2 separate regions of the Mus musculus genome follow, and region 2 is linked to region 1. The links are chromatin contacts, called in public Hi-C maps. All regions are on one chromosome and are shown on one strand. Each heading gives the region's core, a stretch centred on a gene start, on an enhancer-like site or on the middle of the called end of the contact. The rest is flanking DNA. Distances are from core to core; before and after follow the strand shown.

Region 1 (5,055 bases), core at 1,313-3,812:
GTGTGTGTGTGTGTGTGTGTGTGTACTTTTACCTACATTCTTGATCTTGAATTTTACATAGGATTAAAAAAACAAGTATAGTAGAAATAGATCATGAAATGATGAGGGATATAAATTGAAAATAAATATTATAGTATTTCTTGACCAAATCTGTTTATAAGCCATTGACTTAATCTTAATTAAACTTACTGCATGCAAAAATTTTAATGAAAAAATTCAAATTTCTGGAGCAAAGGAAATTTCCCAAATTCATAGGAAATCTCCTTAACTGGTCCTTTGTATCACCCACCTCTGCTTCCCTGGAGGGGCTACTGCACAGTCAGAGGCAATGCCTGCAGAAGTGGAAGGAGGTGCAAATGTGAGCATATTAAAGGAGAACTCATGGCTCAATGATCGGAGCATGCATTCCATAGAATAGTGTATTCAGGAATGAGACCTTTCTCAGGTCCTTTTCCTCTAGGAACAAAGACTGTCATCTTCTGTATTTTTAGGACTCTTGTCTAGGGCAGACTTTTGATATAAATAAATGATGCATTAACATTATGTACAGACAGAGCCGTCTATGCCAGCAGAAAACTAAATGGGAAGGAACCGTGCGCTTATACAACTCCAAGGTCAGCTCACTAACTCTTTGCTGAGCACCAGCTCAGTTTCATTCTCCTTCTTTTGGTACAGGTTCTCTTTTCAGCTGGAGTATATCCCATTGTCAGATATCCAGTAACACTGAGTCAACTGCAAAAAAAAACAAAAACAAAAACAGTTAAAATTATCCCCGGAGTCGTTGGCATATGGCTTAGTAAATACATAACCGTTGGTGGTGTGGTGTAACATGGTAGTCTGATATAAACAAACCTGGAGCAGAGAGAAAAGTTAAAGTAATCAACTAAGAACCTCCCTGAGGCCATTGAACTTTGATTGAGTGAATACTGCTGACTGGCATATGCTTTAGAGGACATTGCTTCTGCTGTCCAAGTATGCGGTGCTTGTGTTCCTCAGCATTGCAGCACACGTGACCCAGTGTCTCCTGGGCTCAGTGATGGGGTCAGAGCTGGGAAAAGGAAAACTCAGTTCATGTTTCTAGTTTAAATGTGCAACTGAAGAAAGAATACCACAGATACATTAAAATTTATATGCTCTTTCTTAACTCTGTCATACAGTGTGCAGTGTGAGGTCTAGAGAGTAAAGAAGTATTCTTAGCTGTATTCACATCAGTTGAGAGTTCCTTTATTGTTTAAATCTCAGCAGCAGTGGTTGTATTATTACTATTATTATTATCATTATCGTTATTATCATCATAATCTCATCAACATTATTGCTCTAGAGCCGCAGCCAAGCACACACCCTACTGCTGAGCTCCATGTCCGGCCCTCATGTCCAGATGCATTTCACATCTGCTTGGCTCCTCTCGGCTCAGTCCTCTGCATTTACCAGGCTCCTGTCTGCATCCTTACACCAATGAAGACTGTTGCTGCAGTTTGTACTACTTTCTATGAAATTTAATTCTACAATTTAAAACTCTACTCAGTTACCAAAGAGGTGTGTGTATATGTGTGTGTTCATGTACATGTGCTGTGTTTGCAGGGCAATGTGTATGTGTGTGTTCATGTACGTGTGCTATGTGTGCAGGGCAGAGAACAGTCCCTAGCACCAAGCTTGAGACTGCTGCCTACCTGCTGTGTCCTTAGCCCTGGCAGCTGCAGCCACATATGGCCAGGTTTTTACTGGAAGTTGAACTCAGTGCTCAGTTTTGCAAGGCAAGCAGCTTACTAACTGAACTGTCTTCCCAGCTCCATTTATTGAAGTTTTAAACATTCTATTGAGGACTGAGGATGATGGTAAACACTTGAGTGACAGACAAAATTCAAAGTCTTGGGATTGATGGCAGACATATACATACATACATATATATATGTGTGTGTGTGTGTTAATATATATACCTGCAATGATAAGCTAGGGTAGTAAATATTGGTTATAATTTTTTGTTTGTTTTGTAAATACCCAAAGTGATAAAACTTCATTCTGTGATGAATTATTAATCCACAGACTAAAAGATAGGGATGGATAAAGTCATTATCATGTTAGCATTAGCTTTAACTGAGCTTCATAAATTTCCATCTTTATCGATAGGTAAGAGTTTTGTCTACTAGGTACATGTGATCTTCCCATGTAATGTCTTTCCCATAAAGCACAGGGTCCTCTGATTGGAGACCATTAGGATTCTGCTCTGCATTTTCATTATTGCATAGGTGACAGAATTAAAGGCATACTTATTAAGTTTGGAGATTACAGTAAGCTAACAGAAGTTACAGATACTTGGAAAGCTAGAACTGGAATTCAAAATCATGGTAATAAATTATATAAATCATATTTGAGAAATAGAGAACAAATTCAAGGTTATATTGTGAGCAAAGTCTATGCAGGCAGCACACACACTTTGAGAGCAGACATGACCGGAAATGGACTGTGGACTTGAGGTGGGTGGGAACAGTGGTACCTGTTGGAGCACAAGGAGGCTTTCTGAGTAGTTTTGCTCTGCAGTAGGTGTGTCTAGGTCCTGTGGCAAGATCTGTAGAAAACTAAGATAAGGCACGTCCTGGACAGTCTCCAGGCCCAAAGGTCTAGCCACAAGCTATTGAGAGATGCAACCAAATGAGCACACTGTGAGCCATTGTCCAGAGAGTAAGAGGCACAGGGCAGTCAGAGCTTGCTAGCTTTCGGCCAAGTGTGCTGTAAAACTCATGTGATACTAGGATTTAGGGAATCATTCATTGTTATGTTTGAGATTGTATAAGTTTTTATTAAACTATTTGATGAGTTTCCACACTTTAAGAGGAAGAATCTAAAAATTAGTAAAAAGTCAGTAAAGAAATGTAAAATGTTTTTGGAATGTAAAAGGTCATATGGGGAAAGGTTTTGAAAAGGGGAAGGTGAAGAGCCAATCTAAGACTATTAATGGTGACTATATGCTATGTTACTGTTCCAGCATTGACCAGTTCTCCATTGACACAATCTAGAAATGGGAGAAGAGGGGTGAAATAGCAAAGAACTTGTTTTATGTTAAAGGGACCTCCTGATTATACAATACTGTTTTCTACATCTAAATCTTTGAAGGTGCTCAGGATAGGATGGACAGGCACCTGGCTGGAAGGCATAACAGCTGACCTGCTGAAATCAGAAAACTTCTCTTGGAATTAACAGTCCTCCCCGTTTTACAGGCTAGTTTAGCCTGCTTCCTCCTCAGAAATCTATAGGATCCATATTATGATAGTTAGGCAAGGACTTTGACCTTTCAACACAAAACATTGCATGCTGTCTTCTTGCCTCTCAAATGCCCACTGTTCCTGCATTTTCTTCACCCAGCAAATGCCTTTTAAGTACCTGTTCTGTACAAGCGGTGCGGGACAATGAACAGGAATGACATTCCTTTGTTCTTCCTTTTTCTCTTAAATTTCCTGGCACCTCCCCTGTGTTAGGCAGCCAGCTAAACATTCAGAATCTTAACACATATACAAAGAACCTTCTAAATTGCTCAAAATATAGCACATGAGGACTGTAAGCACACAGAGGCACGTTGCGGGTGGTATGCCATGTGTCAAGGCTGAGCACATGAGGACTGTAGGTACCCAGAATCGCGATGTGGGGTGATGAGCCTTGTGTCAAGGCTGACAAGGCAGTGGAGACACTGTTGCATCGTGGACACTGCGGGTAGATATGGGGACTCGTTTGGTGAAGGTGACAGAGAGGTGCAGGATTGTGGGTGGGATGACAGCCTCAAGCACCAACAACCACATAAATTGGTGGCTGGTTTTATCAACAGATGCAGAGTAGCAGGAAGTGTACACAGACATTTGTTTCACTTATCCACTAAAACGGGATTGACTCTGTCCTCTGCCCTTTCTCTGATCCGTAATACAACAATAAGCTATTATTTATAGTGACCTCAGTTATGAGGTGACCTACATATTTTTCACATTTTTTATTACCTTTTTTCACTGCTTGTGAAGGGCTCGCCATAGTGCCTGTATGAAGATCAGAGGACAGCTGGGCGTGGTGGCGCACGCCTTTGATCCCAGCACTCGGGAGGCAGAGGCAGGCAGATTTCTGAGTTCAAAGCCAGCCTGGTCTGTAGAGTGAGTTCCGGGACAGCCAGGGCTACACAGAGAAACCCTGTCTCAAAAAACCAAACAAACAAACAAAAAAAAAAAAAAAAGAAGATCAGAGGGCAAGGCTGAGGACTCTGTTCTCTCCTCCCACTGGGAGTCCTGGGACTGACATCAGGCAGGGCAACAAGTGGTTTTCCCTGCTGAGCCTCTCACCAGCCCAGCATACATGGTTTGAAAACTCACTGCATTACACACAGAGAATATGGAAGAATACAGTCAGGAAGAAATGCTCAAAATGTGCTCAGGTTTACATGTGTCAAACACTTAAGATTATATAACACTACTACTGTGTATATACACAAATCAGCAGGGGTATTTGGGGGAGTTGAATCAGAAAGCTGTGTTTGAAATACAATGAAATTATATTTAGACGTCAACTAAAAGGCAGTTACAAACCATCAGGCAAATTGAGGGAACTTGAAAATATACCATAAGTTAACCCAGGCTCAAAGAGACAGGAAGCACCTTCTCTCCTATACATGGATGCCAGCTTCTGACCGTCTGTGTGTGTGTGTGTGTGTGTGTGTGTGTGTGTGTGTGTGTGTGTGTGTGTGTTGGGAAGTGAGTGTGGGTACAGCTTACAAAACTGTTAAGAGGCAGGTGAATGGGGCCTGACAGGTACAGAGTGCTGGAGGGAGCAGGCTCCATGTGAGAAGCTGGGTGAGGAACCTGAGGAGGGGGGACCAACCCAAAACAAAACCTGGAATCATGTTCCGCTGTATGCTGATTAACAGTTAAGGAAGGTTATAGTGAAGTGTCCCCAGAAGTTATCTGGAGTCAGACAGAAAGATGACCCCCGGATTTGGATGAGTTTGGCTCACACCCGGGCCGTGCCACGCTGGTGAAATACAGGAGCAGAGAGCCACTTCCAGCTTGTGCTTTCCTGTGCGAG
Region 2 (5,055 bases), core at 931-3,430, 230 kb before region 1:
TAGAAATAGTTCTTTGGGGAGATTCCAATGTTCATTGTTTTCAGTTCAGTCCACTGGTAAACACCAACCATGAATCAGCAGCTGCAGTCCAGTCCACTAGGCAGGCACCATGCATTAATCAGCAAGGGCAGTTCAATCCAGAAGAAACAGTGAGGCTCGCCAACTGGCTTGAGTCCTCGACAGAATCGGCAATAAGCCACAGGATGAGAAGTTTCTCTCTATAGCGTCACTACAGACAAAACTCAACCATGCAATGGAAGGCGAACCAATACATGCGTGTAGTCAGTGAAGATCAGCAAAGCGGAGCAAAGCAAACCAGTGCTCCAGCTCCCAGTGTCTGTGGGTCATATTTAAATTCGTTCAAAACAGCACGTGTCCTTTCCTGTGTCCTGCTTTAGCAAAACATCCTTTCACCTGTGTCTGCTTTAGGGAAACATTTTTTTACATGCCTGCTTTAGCAATACATCCTTTCACTGTGTGTCCCAGGAAAACATTTGACATAACTGACTTCCCAAAGAATCCAGAAGTTTGCCCTTCTGATTCCCTCTGTGTTACTCAGGAACTTGCAGGCCTTCCATCATTCTGCACCCTCTCTTGGTGGGCGTGTGCCTAGATAAGGTTTCTATGTAAGCCTTACTATTCTAACGTTGTTCTCTGAGAGAGGTCAGAAATCCACCTGTGATATTTCCAGCACTTCCTGTTTATAGCTAAGGAAACTGGAGGTGGCATGCTGAGGTCTGTTATCACACATCATGCCCTTTGCCCCTTCACTGTATCTCATTAGCATCGCTTGTCAGCATGCTCTCTGTTTCCTTTCTGGAGATGGAGTCTTAAGTGTGTGACCCTTTTATTACAGCTGTCTGATGCCAGGATTTCAGGTGCTCTGTGTCTCTCTGTTAGCTTTTACATTTTTTCACCTTACCTCATCAGTGGAATGTCCTGTAACATTGTGATATATGGAATGGATATAGAACCTCAGGCAGCCTCCTGTTGAGTAAAACACAGGTTGGTAAATGAAACATTGTTAGAACAGTTTCAACATTCTTTTTTTTTTTTTCTTAAAATGTCAAGGGGTCACAGCAGAAGTCATGAGATCTTATGTAGTAAAGATGACATTGGTGTAGAATTCCTCTTACACACCTAGAAAACTAAGCTAGGAAAACACAAAGGAACAAAACCTGATCCCAGACACATATTCACTCAGGTAAACCAAAGCTGTGGTGAGAAGAGCCCATGATGTGGCTGAGCTCGGAACTGTTTATATGGTTGTAATTATATAATAAGAGCTCAACCTAAATTACCACAGAATAAGTTGGATCCAGACAGAGCCCAAGTCTCACTGTTATACATGGAATATGACTCAAACTTTATATTAAAAACTGTCAGTATAGGCATTTGAAAGTATGGAAGCATATTCTAGAAAGATCTGATGGAACTAAAAATGTTTTCCTCTGGGAAGGGAGGTAAATGGTGGGAGGCTGGGGAGAGACTAGTCCTCTGTATTTAAACAAGCCTTCTGGAGTTACTTGATGATTAAACCATGTGGACACATAATCTTAATAAAATGAAAGATAAAATAAAGAAAAACCAAACTTGCCTAATGATAAATATTTTGACTTTAACTCAAACTATTGCTTTGCTCAAATGTCAATATAAGCACCAGTTTTCTTGAGAAGGCATCATATTTAATTAATTTGCCTAATATTAAATGAATGTGAGCTAGATGGAGCAGGGGCTGCAAATGTCAATGAGACAATAGTCCGTGCTTGCAGGAAAGTCATAGTCCTGTCAGGAGGTGAGATGTGCACATGGCCCGCGTGGAGTTGTAGCACAGCACCTGCAGAAGAGCAGGCTTTCCTGAAGCCCCGACTCTGGCCTTCACTCAGCTCCTAAGTCCAACGATGGAGCCTTTGATTCCTTGGTCTCATTTGGGTGTTAATTTCTATCATTGTTGCTCTTGACTGTTTTCTCTGGGCCTGCTTGGCTCAGATACTTGTAAGTTAAAGATATTCAGCAGATAGGAAGAGAACTCTTTCATCAGTGGTTCTGCGTCGAACTCTAGTTTTCTTCTTTTTCATGTCAGAACAAATGTTTTCTTCACATGCTGACACTTTAAGTACCTGTAGTGGGGTAGGGACAGAGGTCCTGCAGAGTCATGTGTCACATGATACTAGAAACCAAACTCCACTCAGCTCATCTCCCCTAGACTTGGACTTTGAGCCACAGACTCTTACACCTGGATGGGTTAGAATCTAGGAGGATAATTTTATATTTGAAAATGGTTTCTCTGAGTGTAACATGTTGGGCCACACAGAAGAATAGCTTAGAAGCCAGTATTTCAAGCTTTCCTTAGTATCTCTGCATGCTTGTCAGGACCATGGAGTTTTGCTGGCCACTTCTCATAGTTCCTCACTAATCGCCATGGGCGCTCTGGGTCTTAGTGAAAGTGGGATACTTTTAATCTTCCAGTATCAGATTTTGGAGTATTTCATACTTTAGATTTTCGCATGAGGGCTGTTTAAGCAGTCCCCAAATCAAAGGCACTCTGAAGCTGAAAGCCCCAGTGCTAAGGAGTTTACAGAAAGGACAGTCAGCCATTACTGTTTCCTGTTTCTCACTAATAGCTGTGTAGAAACTTTAAAATCTGTTTGTAGTGATATCTGTTTAAAAGCTCCATTTCCTAAGTGATTTGTCTAAGGTTGTTTAGCTCGAAACAGACTGCAGAAGTGTCATTTATAAAACCCTTGGAAGGATTTACATTCTTTGGAGTTTTAAGATTGGGGTTTGCAGTCAGAGCAAAGCAGTGCAGTGTGTGGAGCTAAGACTCCGAGTGGGATGGACTAATGTGTCTGTAGAGTTATCTGCTGCTCTTACACTCTGGGAGCTGCAATACAGCAAGCATAGAGCCAAGGCAGGCTTTCCATGGACACAGGCCTGAGGAATTCTAGGAGTGAGCTTTAACTCTTAACAAAATTCTTTTAAATTCCCACAACCAGTAAAACCTTTTTCTACTAAGTAAAAATGAAGTTACTGTATTATTGTGAAAGTACCTGAATTTTTTCTTTTTTATGAATTTATTTTTGAATCTACGAACATGTAGCAATTAATGAAGAAACATAAAAACAATGTTTTGATTTTATAATCAAGGTTTTGTGGAATACACCTTTTTTCCCCTTTTTAAAAAATTAGGTATTTTCCTCATTTACATTTCCAATGCTATCCCAAAAGTCACCCATACCCTCCCCCAATCCCCCTACCCACCCACTTCTTGGCCCTGGCGTTCCCCTGTACTGGGGCATATAAAGTTTGCGTGTCCAATGGGCCTCTCTTTCCACTGATGGCTGACTAGGCCATCTTTTGATACATATGCAGCTAGAGTCAAGAGCTCCGGGGTACTGGTTAGTTCATAATGTTGTTCCCCCTATAGGGTTGCAGATCCCTTTAGCTCCTTGGTTACTTTCTCTAGCTCCTCCATTGGGGGCCCTGTGATCCATCCAATAGCTGACTGTGAGCATCCATGCGATTGGATTGGAGCAGACACTGTGTTCCACTAGCCAGAGGTCTTAAGATCCCGTGGCATGTCTTGTGGGTAGCTGGCGGTTATCAGCTGACTCCGCGTCTTAGCTACTCTGGTGCTAGCCAGACCGGAAGGGACTTGTGCCCCTGATCCGGAATACAACTTTTAAAGGATCATATGACCAAACAAGTGAGGAACTTTAAAATCTGTTTATATTCCTTGTATAAATTAAAATATGCTGCATGTTAAATAATTTCTTGGTCACTTTTATTGTTAGAATAAATATGTTTTTCTATGATTATTTTTTATCTTAACGTATTCCAGGAATTGAGAAAAACATTTCATTATATCAAAAGATAAACCATAGCTATGCATTATTATATATTTCAATTTCTTTTTAAAGACTTACTTATTTTATGTATATGAGTACACTGTAGCTGTCTTCAGACACACCAGAAGAGGGCACCAGATACCACTACAGATGGTTGTGAGCCATCATGTGGTTGCTGGGAATTGAACTCAGGACCTCTGGAACAGCAGTCAGTGCTCTTAACTTCTGAGTCATCTCTCCAGCCCTATATTTCAAATTTTTAAACATTAATTGAATAATCTCTTTGATGAAGATAATGCTGATTTCCTTGTAGTTGTTTAAGTCATCTGAACGTCATTGAAGCCATGTTATTTAATATATAGACATGTAAAGCAATAAATGTATACATTACATAGTTTTATATGGCTATGTTTGTGACACAGTAGCCTGTGGATGTGGCTACAGGAGGAGGATGCAAAGACTGACTCTGAGGTAGTTTCCTGGAGAGCCTCATGCTGTGCTAAGGGCAGCACTGCTGGAGGAAGCAGAAACTGGCACTGCCCTTTGCCTTGCTCCCCCTTGGTCATTATTATATCTCCCACCTTTAGAGGGGAAATGTATTGTTTTTGAAATTATGGCTTACTGGAAATCATTCTGTATCACTTTGAAAATGTAACATGGCTTTGGAGGACAACTAAATAGGAGTCTCTTGTTCTTTAGCAGGACAGAGTTGAAGGGGAATAATGCACTCCTGATTTCATTTTTGTCACAACTCCGTTTGAACCTCGGGACTGAGTAATCTATGCAGTGTGTCCTGAGGATCAGGTTAGATTCTTACCAGACCAGCAAACGGTCTTGGGAGACTAAAGGAGCGCAGAGGTGGTGTTGTAGACTTCAGCGAATATGAAAGTATGGGTGGTGATCTAGGATTTAGTTAGGGCCTGAAAGTGAAATGACTTTGTTAGTAAAGACACTTGCTATGGAAGCCCAGTGGCCTGAGTTCAGTCCCTGGAAACCAAGGAAAGGTTGAAGGAGATACTTAATTTAAACACGTTCCCAGTGTGCACAGTGTGGCATGCCTGCCCGTACACATCCGTATACACACAGTAACAGTAAATATAAAAATTTAAAGTAGTAGATTTATCAAGTTTGGATCATTTGGAGACAATCTTCAGAGGACAGTTTGTTTATTTGTTTGTTTGTTTTGTACATAAATACCAGAACTTCA

Evidence for each region. Hi-C and Micro-C count contacts between places; a contact is called where the count stands out from the background.
Region 2: a contact with region 1 is called in a Hi-C map of liver, with 2.6 times the contacts expected there. The contact joins two enhancer-like sites. A contact is called at or near these places in 2 of 484 Hi-C or Micro-C datasets (cortical neurons and liver).

What each region holds. Positions count from the first base shown.
Region 1 is chr17:63,177,743-63,182,797 of GRCm38.p6, reverse strand. All of the region lies in intron 7 of Fbxl17 (F-box and leucine-rich repeat protein 17), which reads left to right. Among named protein-coding and RNA genes, the nearest start is that of Gm41607, 120 kb to the left of the region's middle. Within about 2 kb of position 2,562, at least 10 of the 459 cell types and tissues checked have an H3K27ac peak or open chromatin away from gene starts, as enhancers often do. A contact at or near this core is called in liver, where this site is marked.
Region 2 is chr17:63,407,421-63,412,475 of GRCm38.p6, reverse strand. The region is part of intron 4 of Fbxl17 (F-box and leucine-rich repeat protein 17); the gene reads left to right. Among named protein-coding and RNA genes, the nearest start is that of Fbxl17, 91 kb to the left of the region's middle. Within about 2 kb of position 2,180, at least 6 of the 459 cell types and tissues checked have an H3K27ac peak or open chromatin away from gene starts, as enhancers often do. A contact at or near this core is called in liver, where this site is marked.